Regions from separate parts of the Pan troglodytes genome. Here region 2 is linked to region 1. A link is a contact called in public HiChIP or PLAC-seq data. All regions are on one chromosome and are shown on one strand. The core of a region is the stretch at or near the end of the contact, and the rest is flanking DNA. Distances in the headings are between cores, read along the strand shown. Region 1 holds the start of TRIM46 (tripartite motif containing 46). Region 2 holds the start of SHC1 (SHC adaptor protein 1).

Region 1 (4,209 bases), core at 600-3,099:
TTTATAAACTTAATTCTCCATAAATAACTGAATCATCAATTCTTGATTACATGAGCAATTGAACAAGAATTATTCCAAACAGGAAATAATCTAACAGTTATTCTGATTTGGTCAGGATTCCTGCTGCCATAGATATTTGGTGCCTCTAGTATTTAGGCTCTTCACAATTCCCTCAAATAAGTAGAATTCTCTAATACTGAGTTAATTTCACATCAGAACTCCATAGTGAACTTGGTCCTGCTGCTTCTTCTGGTGGGAACAAGGACCGCCTACCAGCGAATAGATGCAAAACATCAGCCCAAATTTGCCTGTTCCCCTCAAGCCTTCCCTGGGAGCTGGCCAGAAGGTACCAAAGTTTCTTGCTTTCAAAGGCCTTCTCTTCCAGCTCCAACTCCAGGAGCTATACAAGGTGCAGAATCGAAAAGCGTCATCTGTCTTCAGACAGCTTCAGTAAATATATTTCTCCTTAACAACCTTTCACCTAAGCATCTGGAAACTCAATATCATGTTTCAGGAGGTTAAAGAGGAGAAAGTTCAAATACTCAAGCTCCAATATTCACTTACTCTCAGGGAAGATCTTTGCTTGGAATCCTTTGCCAAAGACAAGATTCTCCAGATTATTGAAGGCCTGGTTGAGGGAGTTAAGGAGTAGGGTGTGCAACGGGGACAGAGCTGTGTGGGGAAGGGGAAGGGCACATGACTACGTGGCCCGCCCCCTCCAACTGCAGGGAGGATACAGTGAGCGAGAACACGAAGAGACCCGAACCAAGCAGGCCGCCCTGGATGGTGAGCCACTCGGTGGAGGCCAGCTGACGGCTGTACATCTGCATCCCAGCAAAGAGCAGCAGGGACAGGAGGGAGGAGAGCGCCAGCGAGGTGCCTGTACCCACCACTGGAGGGGATGGGAGAAGGGACGGAGAGTCAGGCTCCGCCCTCCCTCCGGCAAGCTATGGGCAGATCAGCCGGTCCGGAAGCTCGGTGGGCCGACCCCCTCCAAGAACTCCCGGGACTGCAGCCACACGCCCCAACTCCCCACACCGCGCGGCAACCCCTACGTATTCCCCAGCCCCGGACACCCCGAACCCTCCCGTCCGGTGGAAATGCCCGCTCCCGGTGGAACCCAGGACACGTCAGCTCTGTCGGGAGAGGACGAGGAAAGCTTGTCCACCCAAACCCCGACCCCCTCTAGGACTTCCTGGGGACCCCACCGGTCCTGTTACCCATCATGCCCCGCCCGTGAGTCCAACCGGCGCCTCTGGCCAAGAAAGGCGAGCTGAACCGGGTGCGGTTAGCTATGCGCATGCGTCAGCGCTTACCGCGGACTTGCTACTCCCCGTGTTCTCCTCTTTCTTCCTCTCAGTGCCTGGACGCAGCGCCCTCTTGCGACAGGGAGGAAATAATGCGTCGAGGGGGCATCCTCGGCCACCGCCCTGGTCCTCAGGCTTTCCTCGTACCTGGTGCGTCTGCTGCCACTCTGTACAAGCTGCACTTATCTCTTTAAGTCATTGGGCCCATGCCTGTGGCATCTATCCCATCTCTGTCTTCTTTGCCATTTCTTTCATCTCTAGTGCACGTTCCTCAAACCTCCCTGCCCCATGCCTCAACATCTCCCAACCTAAAATTTAGTGCTCCCAACCAGGAACCCATTTTCCTCCGAAACTAATCCCCCGCTTTATATGAGTAAAATTAGGAGCCAATGAAAAATGAGAATGTAAGAAATGGCTCCCCCGTCAAATACCTTTCCATATTCCCCAACCCCCCGACCGGCTTTCGAGAACCACGTGGGGAGAACTATTTCCCACCCCCTACCCCGACGGGCGCTGTTCGAGGCTGGTCCCGGGAGCATGCGCAGTGACACCTCAACCCCCAGCCCTCCTCACACCCCCACTGGGCTCTTGCATTAAGCCCGGGGTTCGCAGCCGCAGCCGGGATCGGGCACCCAGGGGCGGGCGGGCACGGTAGGGCCATGGCAGAGGGTGAGGATATGCAGACCTTCACTTCCATCATGGACGCACTGGTCCGCATCAGTGTGAGTTAAGGTGGGGTCGAGGGAAGGGGAGGGGGCGTATAGGGTTCTGGGGCAAGCTGGGACCTGGAACAGGTGGGGATCCAGGAAGATGCTGGGATGCAGACAGGGGGCTAGCGATGGCAGAAACGGCTGGGAGGGTCGGGATGCAGGTATGAGAGGGTAATCCCGGGAGCAGCCCGGAGGTGAGTGCCGTGAAGGCGTCGGTGTGCTGGAGCGTGAGGAGGAGCTAGGAGCAGCCCAGACGCAGCGGGTGGGCTGGGGTGGCCTCCAGCAGTGCACCGGGGCTGGGGCTTCAGGGGAAAGGCCCTGTTATGAGAAGAGGGACGTGTGAGCTTGGATATTTTCCAAGAAAACTGAGGACAGGTGGGGGATGATGTAGGAGCCGCCCCACAGTGCAGTTCCCAATTTGGACCCCTCCCCAAGACCCCACCCCACGCACCCCCGCTCAGGGCTGCTTCCGAGCCTGCGGTTGTCATGGCAACCCGTGCCTGGCTCTCCCAGGGGCGGTGCCAACCGTGTTCCCCCCCACCACTTCCTCCCCCCCTCCTTGTTCCTCCCTCCTTTGTGTCAGCTGCGCCCCTGACCGGGATGGCTGCGAAGAGAGGGACCAAGGTGAGGTGTGGGGGTGGGGCATAGCCTGAGGACCCCCACTCTCGCCACCAAGAGGGGGAGGGGACTTCCGGTGGGGAGGGGGCGAGTAGGCGGGGCTCTTGATTCCCCCGCTAGTTCGGAGAAGGGGGGGCCGCTGACCGGGTTGCGCTGCGGGAGAGGGCGGGAGGGCCTGATGGGGGCGAAGGGGAATGGGTTGGTAAGACCGATGGGGAAGTGAAGGATGGGGAATGGAGGTTGGAGTGGCCGCAGGCCGGAGCTGCGGCAGGAGGACGTATGGAGCGAGCAGGATGGAGTGCCAACCTCGCCTGGCTATCGGGAGGAATCACGGCATGGGGGTGCTGCTAGAGAAGGGAGTGGGGGTCTGCATGGAGCTGCAGAATGGGCGGTGTCCTTGAGAAAAATGCCAGGGGCAAGCTGCCCAGAGATGGGGGATGGAGGCAGGTGAGGGGGCTGCCAGCTGGGGCTACTGCAGCTGGAGAAATGGGGATTGGGCTTGAGGCTGGAGCAGGCACAATCTCCAACCGTCCCTCCTCTGGGCCTTTAGCTCTGCAGCGGGGAAAGAGAAGCAAGGGACAGAGGTCTGGGAAGGTCTGTGAACCAGCCCAAGGCAGGTGCTCTGGAAAAGCTGCAGATAGCTTGTCTTGCTCCTTCCTCAGACCCCCAGGGTATCCAAGGGCAGCCAAGGGGCTGCTGAGGTATGCCTAAGTGTCCAAGCGCTGACCTAGCCTCCTGGTCCCTCCACAGACCAGCATGAAGAACATGGAGAAGGAACTGCTGTGCCCAGTGTGTCAAGAGATGTACAAGCAGCCACTGGTGCTGCCCTGTACCCACAACGTGTGCCAGGCCTGTGCCCGAGAGGTCTTGGGCCAGCAGGGCTACATAGGACATGGTGGGGACCCCAGCTCCGAGCCCACCTCTCCTGCCTCCACCCCTTCCACCCGCAGCCCCCGCCTCTCCCGCAGAACTCTCCCCAAGCCAGACCGCCTGGACCGGCTGCTTAAGTCAGGTGGGACTGGGGCCTGTAGGGTGGGGATGGGAACGCTGAGCTATTCATCAGGAAGATGGAAGAAGTCCATCACTGGTCAGAGGCATCTGTCTGTCTTTCTGGGGGGTGGAGATACTGCTTACGCAGGCTCTAATGAGAGCTGAGCTCTGGCACAATGAAAATCTAATTTAATTAAACAGGCTTCCCCACACCCAGCCAGCTGTAACTCTCATGTCCTCTACCTCCCTGGTTCACCCACAGGCTTTGGGACATACCCTGGGAGGAAACGAGGTGCTTTGCACCCCCAAGTGATCATGTTCCCGTGCCCAGCCTGCCAAGGTGATGTGGAGCTTGGGGAGCGGGGTCTGGCAGGGCTTTTCCGGAACCTGACCCTGGAGCGTGTGGTGGAGCGGTACCGCCAGAGTGTGAGTGTGGGAGGCGCCATCCTGTGCCAGTTGTGCAAGCCCCCACCACTAGAGGCCACCAAGGGCTGCACAGAGTGCCGCGCCACCTTCTGCAATGAGTGCTTCAAGCTCTTCCACCCCTGGGGCACCCAGAAGGCCCAGCATGAGCCCACCCTGCC
Region 2 (4,161 bases), core at 417-2,916, 200 kb before region 1:
CACCGTTCTTCTGGTAGTAGAAAACTTTTGCTCATGTCACACCCACATGCCACACACCAACAAATCCATGGTCCTATCCACTTATGTCTAGGAAGGCCTAGAGCTACTTCTGGGATGGGGTTGGTCCTGGGAAGGGAAAGCCAAGAAGTGAGGCTGGGAGTCTGAGGGCAAGTCTCTCTCTCCCTCTCGTGCCAAACCCCAAGTTCAGCCCTTTCAAATAGTTCTACCCTTGGAGGAGGTTAAGAAAGAGGAAAACGGGGACGGGCGCGGTGGCTAACGCCTGTAATCCTAACACTTAAGGAGGCTGATACGGGTGGAGCACCTGAGGTCAGGAGTTCGAGGCTAGCCTAGCCAACATGGTGAAACCCCGTCTCTACTAAAAATACAAAAATTAGCCGGGCGTGGTGGTGGGCGCCTGAAATCCCAGCTACTCAGGAGGCTGAGGCAGGAGAATCACTTGAACTCAGGAGGCGGAGGTTGCAGTGAGCCGAGATCGCACCATTGCACTCCAGCCTGGACAATAAGAGCGAAACTCCGTCTTAAAAAAAAAAAAAAAAAAAAAAAGATAGAAAGGAAAACGGAAAACGGCTGCCTTTAATCTCACTCCTTACAGCCAGAGATGGGAACTTTGACTTCCCACCTGGGGGAGCACGAGAGTGCTCGGAAAACTGATCCCAAGGCCCAAAAAAAGAGAAAGGACAGGAAAATATAAGCAGGTGGAGTTTCAGGGATTGACGACAAGGCTTTTCAGCTGATGACCCAGGTCCCACAAAGATAAAGCTCCTAAGGGGGCGTGGTCCCCTAAGGACGCGAACTTCAGACTTCTGGGCGGGGAGGCTTTCTGGACAGTCAGACGTGGATTACGGAGGGGGCGTGGCTTCGGAGGGGCGGAGCTTCAACAAATTCGAATCGTTCTTTGAAGAGCAGGGTTTTGCCCTTTTGGGAGATAGGCCTTTTGACAGGAGTTAGCCGAGGATCGTTGCTAGGAGGCGGAGTTTCGGAGAATGGAAGGAGTAACGAAGGGTTTCTCGTAGTAGGGCTTGGAACGTGTCGGGGGGTGGGGACTTCCAGGAAAACTGGGCGACAGGGTGGGGTCGGAGACAAAATAAAAATCAAGTCGGGGTTCGGGGGAGCCCCCTGAAGTTGGGAGGTGGGACTTCCGGGGAGAGGGGTCTCAGGGGCGGGACTTATAAATGAAGACCGGAAGTGGGGTCCCGGGAGAGGGGTTCCGGGGTGAAAGAGTGAGTCACCTAAGGAGAAAAAAGTCAAGACTCACCAGGGCCTCATGGAGTCTCCGCACCGCACCGCGGGCCGATTTGGTTCCGGATCACGCCACTGCCAGCTTAGGTTACCGCTCCAACTTTCTCCCCGGGCCCTGCCTCCCTGGAGAAACTTTATTACACTCACTTCCGGCCTCACTAACCCCTGACCCTCTACCTCAGGGTCCCTCCTTCACGCTTCCCACTTTCCCGAGTTAGCCAATGGCAGCGCGAGATCGCACACAAAGGCAGTGGTGGCCAATAAGACGCCTACTTTTGACCCACGCTCGTTCTTGAGAAGCGTAAGAACTGCCCTCCAATAAGGATCCGAAGAGAAGTAAATCTAAGCCAATCGGAGGCTTGAAAGTAGAGCTGCCCCGCCTCGAGCCAAACGGACCAATAGGAAGTGCGGGCGGCGTGTTTGAAAGCGAGGCCAAAGTGGGTGGGAGCGCGTGCTGTTGGGAGTTGCTTGGAGGTTGGCGGCGCGGGGCTGAAGGCTAGCAAACCGAGCGATCATGTCGCACAAACAAATTTACTATTCGGACAAATACGACGACGAGGAGTTTGAGTATCGGTTAGTGCTGGCGCGGGAGCAATAGCGAGGGTCGTGAGCTTTGGCCGCTGAGGGCACAAGGAATTAGTAACAGGAACTGAGGCGATAGAATTGGCGCATGCGTACGAGGTGCGAACGGGCAATGGTGTGATATTGTGGAAGGCGTAAGGCGCATGCGCGGAGGTGGGAGGCGCTCGTAAAACAAAGTGGTTGCGAATTTGGAGTCGCCTCTCAGAGGAGGGAGGGGTGGGCGTGGTTAGAGTACTGACCACCCTCACCCAGGAGGCTTTCTGGATCATTCTCTGAACTTTATCGGGCAAACTTAACTTGCCTTGTAGAGACTGTTTCACAGTAATCTTGTCGAATCCAGTGGGAGAACGTAGCAAAAGCGGAGCTGGAAGTTTCCTGGCGTCCCTAACAGGAGAGTAGCGCTGAGAGAGTTGAATATTGCTTATTAACTCGTGAAAAAGACAAGGGGCGTGGTTGTCTGGCTTGTGTAAGGAAGGGGATCGCTTGGGACTGCAATGGAATAAAACTGGCTAGGAGCATTGAGAAAATACTTAATATGGGTCTAATAGATGCCCTTTAAATATCAAAGGGAACAGTTATGGAATACTTAACAGGTTTCAGGTGTTCTGCTAAAGTGCAAGGATAACACATGGTCTCTGCTGTTCACAAACTTAAAAATCTGTGGGTGGTACCGACAGACACCAGAAAGGTGATACACGCTATGCAAGGAGCCATTACAGGGTGTGATGGAAGCACACAAGACTTGCTAAGGAGAGGGAACTGGCGACCCGAAGGCTGCGGCTTCCTAGCCGTGAGCGGGGGTTGAGGTGGGGCTAGAAAGTCAGTCCCCTACTTTTGCTAACTCCAGGACGCTCCCCCATCCCACGCTTCGAGAACGCCCCCCGCCCCGCCACCGCCTTGGAGGCTGACCTCTTACTTTCGGTCGGTCTTCTTCCCTGGGCTTGGTTTGGGGGCGGGGGAGTGTCCTAAGGGCCAATTCAGCGTGATGTCTCTTTCACTACCATTGAAAACGAAACCAGTAGTAAACTACGCGTGTCTTCATTTATATGTCGGAGATAAAAACACAGGGACAGAAAGAGAGGAACAACAGACATTGGGGCCTGCTTGAGGGAGGAGGGTGGGAGGAGGTAGAGGTTCAGGAAAAAAAAAAAACTGTCGGGTACTATGCTTAGTACCTGGGTGATGAAATAATCTGTACACCAAACCCCCGAGTCAGGATTTTACCTATATAACAAACCTGCACATGTACCCTTGAACATGAAACTTAAAATACTGAGAGGAAAAACGGAAGAGGGAAAGTTGGGGAAAGCTTCCTAGAGGGCAGAGCCTGAGATGAGACTCTAAGAAAAAGGTATGTGGGAGAAAGCACCTCTTGACTGAAATTGTTTAGAAGACACTAGATAGCCATCTGCCAAGGATGGTGATGATGGAATCCTGGCACTGGATGTGGCATTCGGGCTTGATAAATTTTAAGTGCATAATCTAGATTGGGAATAAGGGAAAACACAGGATTCCACAAATGTTGGCATTATGCTAATCTGTATTAATTGTAATAATTAAGACCACTTCCTGGTTTGTATCTTGTCTCCTCAGTTGGAGAACATAAAATGAAAACTTGCTTTTCTTGTGTCTCTTCACCCAGCCTAGTTCAGGGCTTTGGGTCTTCCAGAGAACTCGATGTGCATTGACAAATACATAATCATCTTTATGCCAAGACGGCTCCAGACCCTCCTTTAATTAACTTTCTTTTCCTCAGCTGTTTTTCTCTACATCTGAACTAAACTAACTTAAAACTGTATGTGCTTATAAGAGATTTGTAGAGCTGGGAAGGAATCACCATTTCATCCCCTGGAAGATGAAACTCTTGGCAGTGGCACTTTGGTTTAAGAGGGGTTTTTTGGTGTATGTATTGAAGCCAAATTTCGTGCCAGGGTGGTGTTAGAATGTGAGCTATTTTCATTATATTTGGACTAGAATTTTTTCTTTTAGGAGAATGGTGGGGAATCACTGTTACTAGCACAGAGGGAGAACTTAGTACATTTTCATTGAGCATGACGAAGACTATGTGGATTAGTTTGATTCACATCAGGGTAATAATTTTTTTGCTATGAAGGGAGACTTATCCTTGGTTAGAAAAGCACGGAATTTACCCAGAAAGTCTCAAGGTACATCCCTCCAGAGTTAGGAAGATAAGATTCAGGATAGATTTAATTTTTTTTTAAGAGACAAGGTCTTGCTTTGTTGCCCAGACTGGAGTGCAGTGGCTATTCACAGGCACAACCATTGTGCATTGCAGCCCTTTCTTTTTTCTTATTTTTT

What was found. HiChIP or PLAC-seq counts read pairs in DNA pulled down with a chosen protein or histone mark.
Region 2: a contact with region 1 is called in an H3K4me3 HiChIP or PLAC-seq map of stem cell-derived excitatory neurons, with 3 times the contacts expected there. The contact joins the promoter of SHC1 here to the promoter of TRIM46 in region 1. A contact is called at or near these places in 1 of 7 Hi-C or Micro-C datasets (stem cell-derived neural progenitor cells) and 1 of 1 datasets of contacts at active chromatin or transcription factors (stem cell-derived excitatory neurons).

The regions. Positions count from the first base shown.
Region 1 is chr1:94,016,764-94,020,972 of NHGRI_mPanTro3-v2.0_pri, reverse strand. It overlaps TRIM46 (tripartite motif containing 46), which reads left to right and starts at 1,849. Exons shown (of 10, transcript XM_524895.7): 1 at 1,849-2,029; 2 at 3,386-3,647; 3 at 3,888-4,209. The coding sequence starts at 1,967. It overlaps KRTCAP2 (keratinocyte associated protein 2), which reads right to left and starts at 1,334. Exons shown (of 5, transcript XM_003308433.5): 1 at 1,221-1,334; 2 at 738-892; 3 at 565-628. The coding sequence starts at 1,302.
Region 2 is chr1:94,215,548-94,219,708 of NHGRI_mPanTro3-v2.0_pri, reverse strand. SHC1 (SHC adaptor protein 1) reads right to left here and starts at 1,666. Exons shown (of 13, transcript XM_009432874.3): 1 at 1,277-1,666. CKS1B (CDC28 protein kinase regulatory subunit 1B) reads left to right here and starts at 1,700. Exons shown (of 3, transcript NM_001252546.1): 1 at 1,700-1,833. The coding sequence starts at 1,775.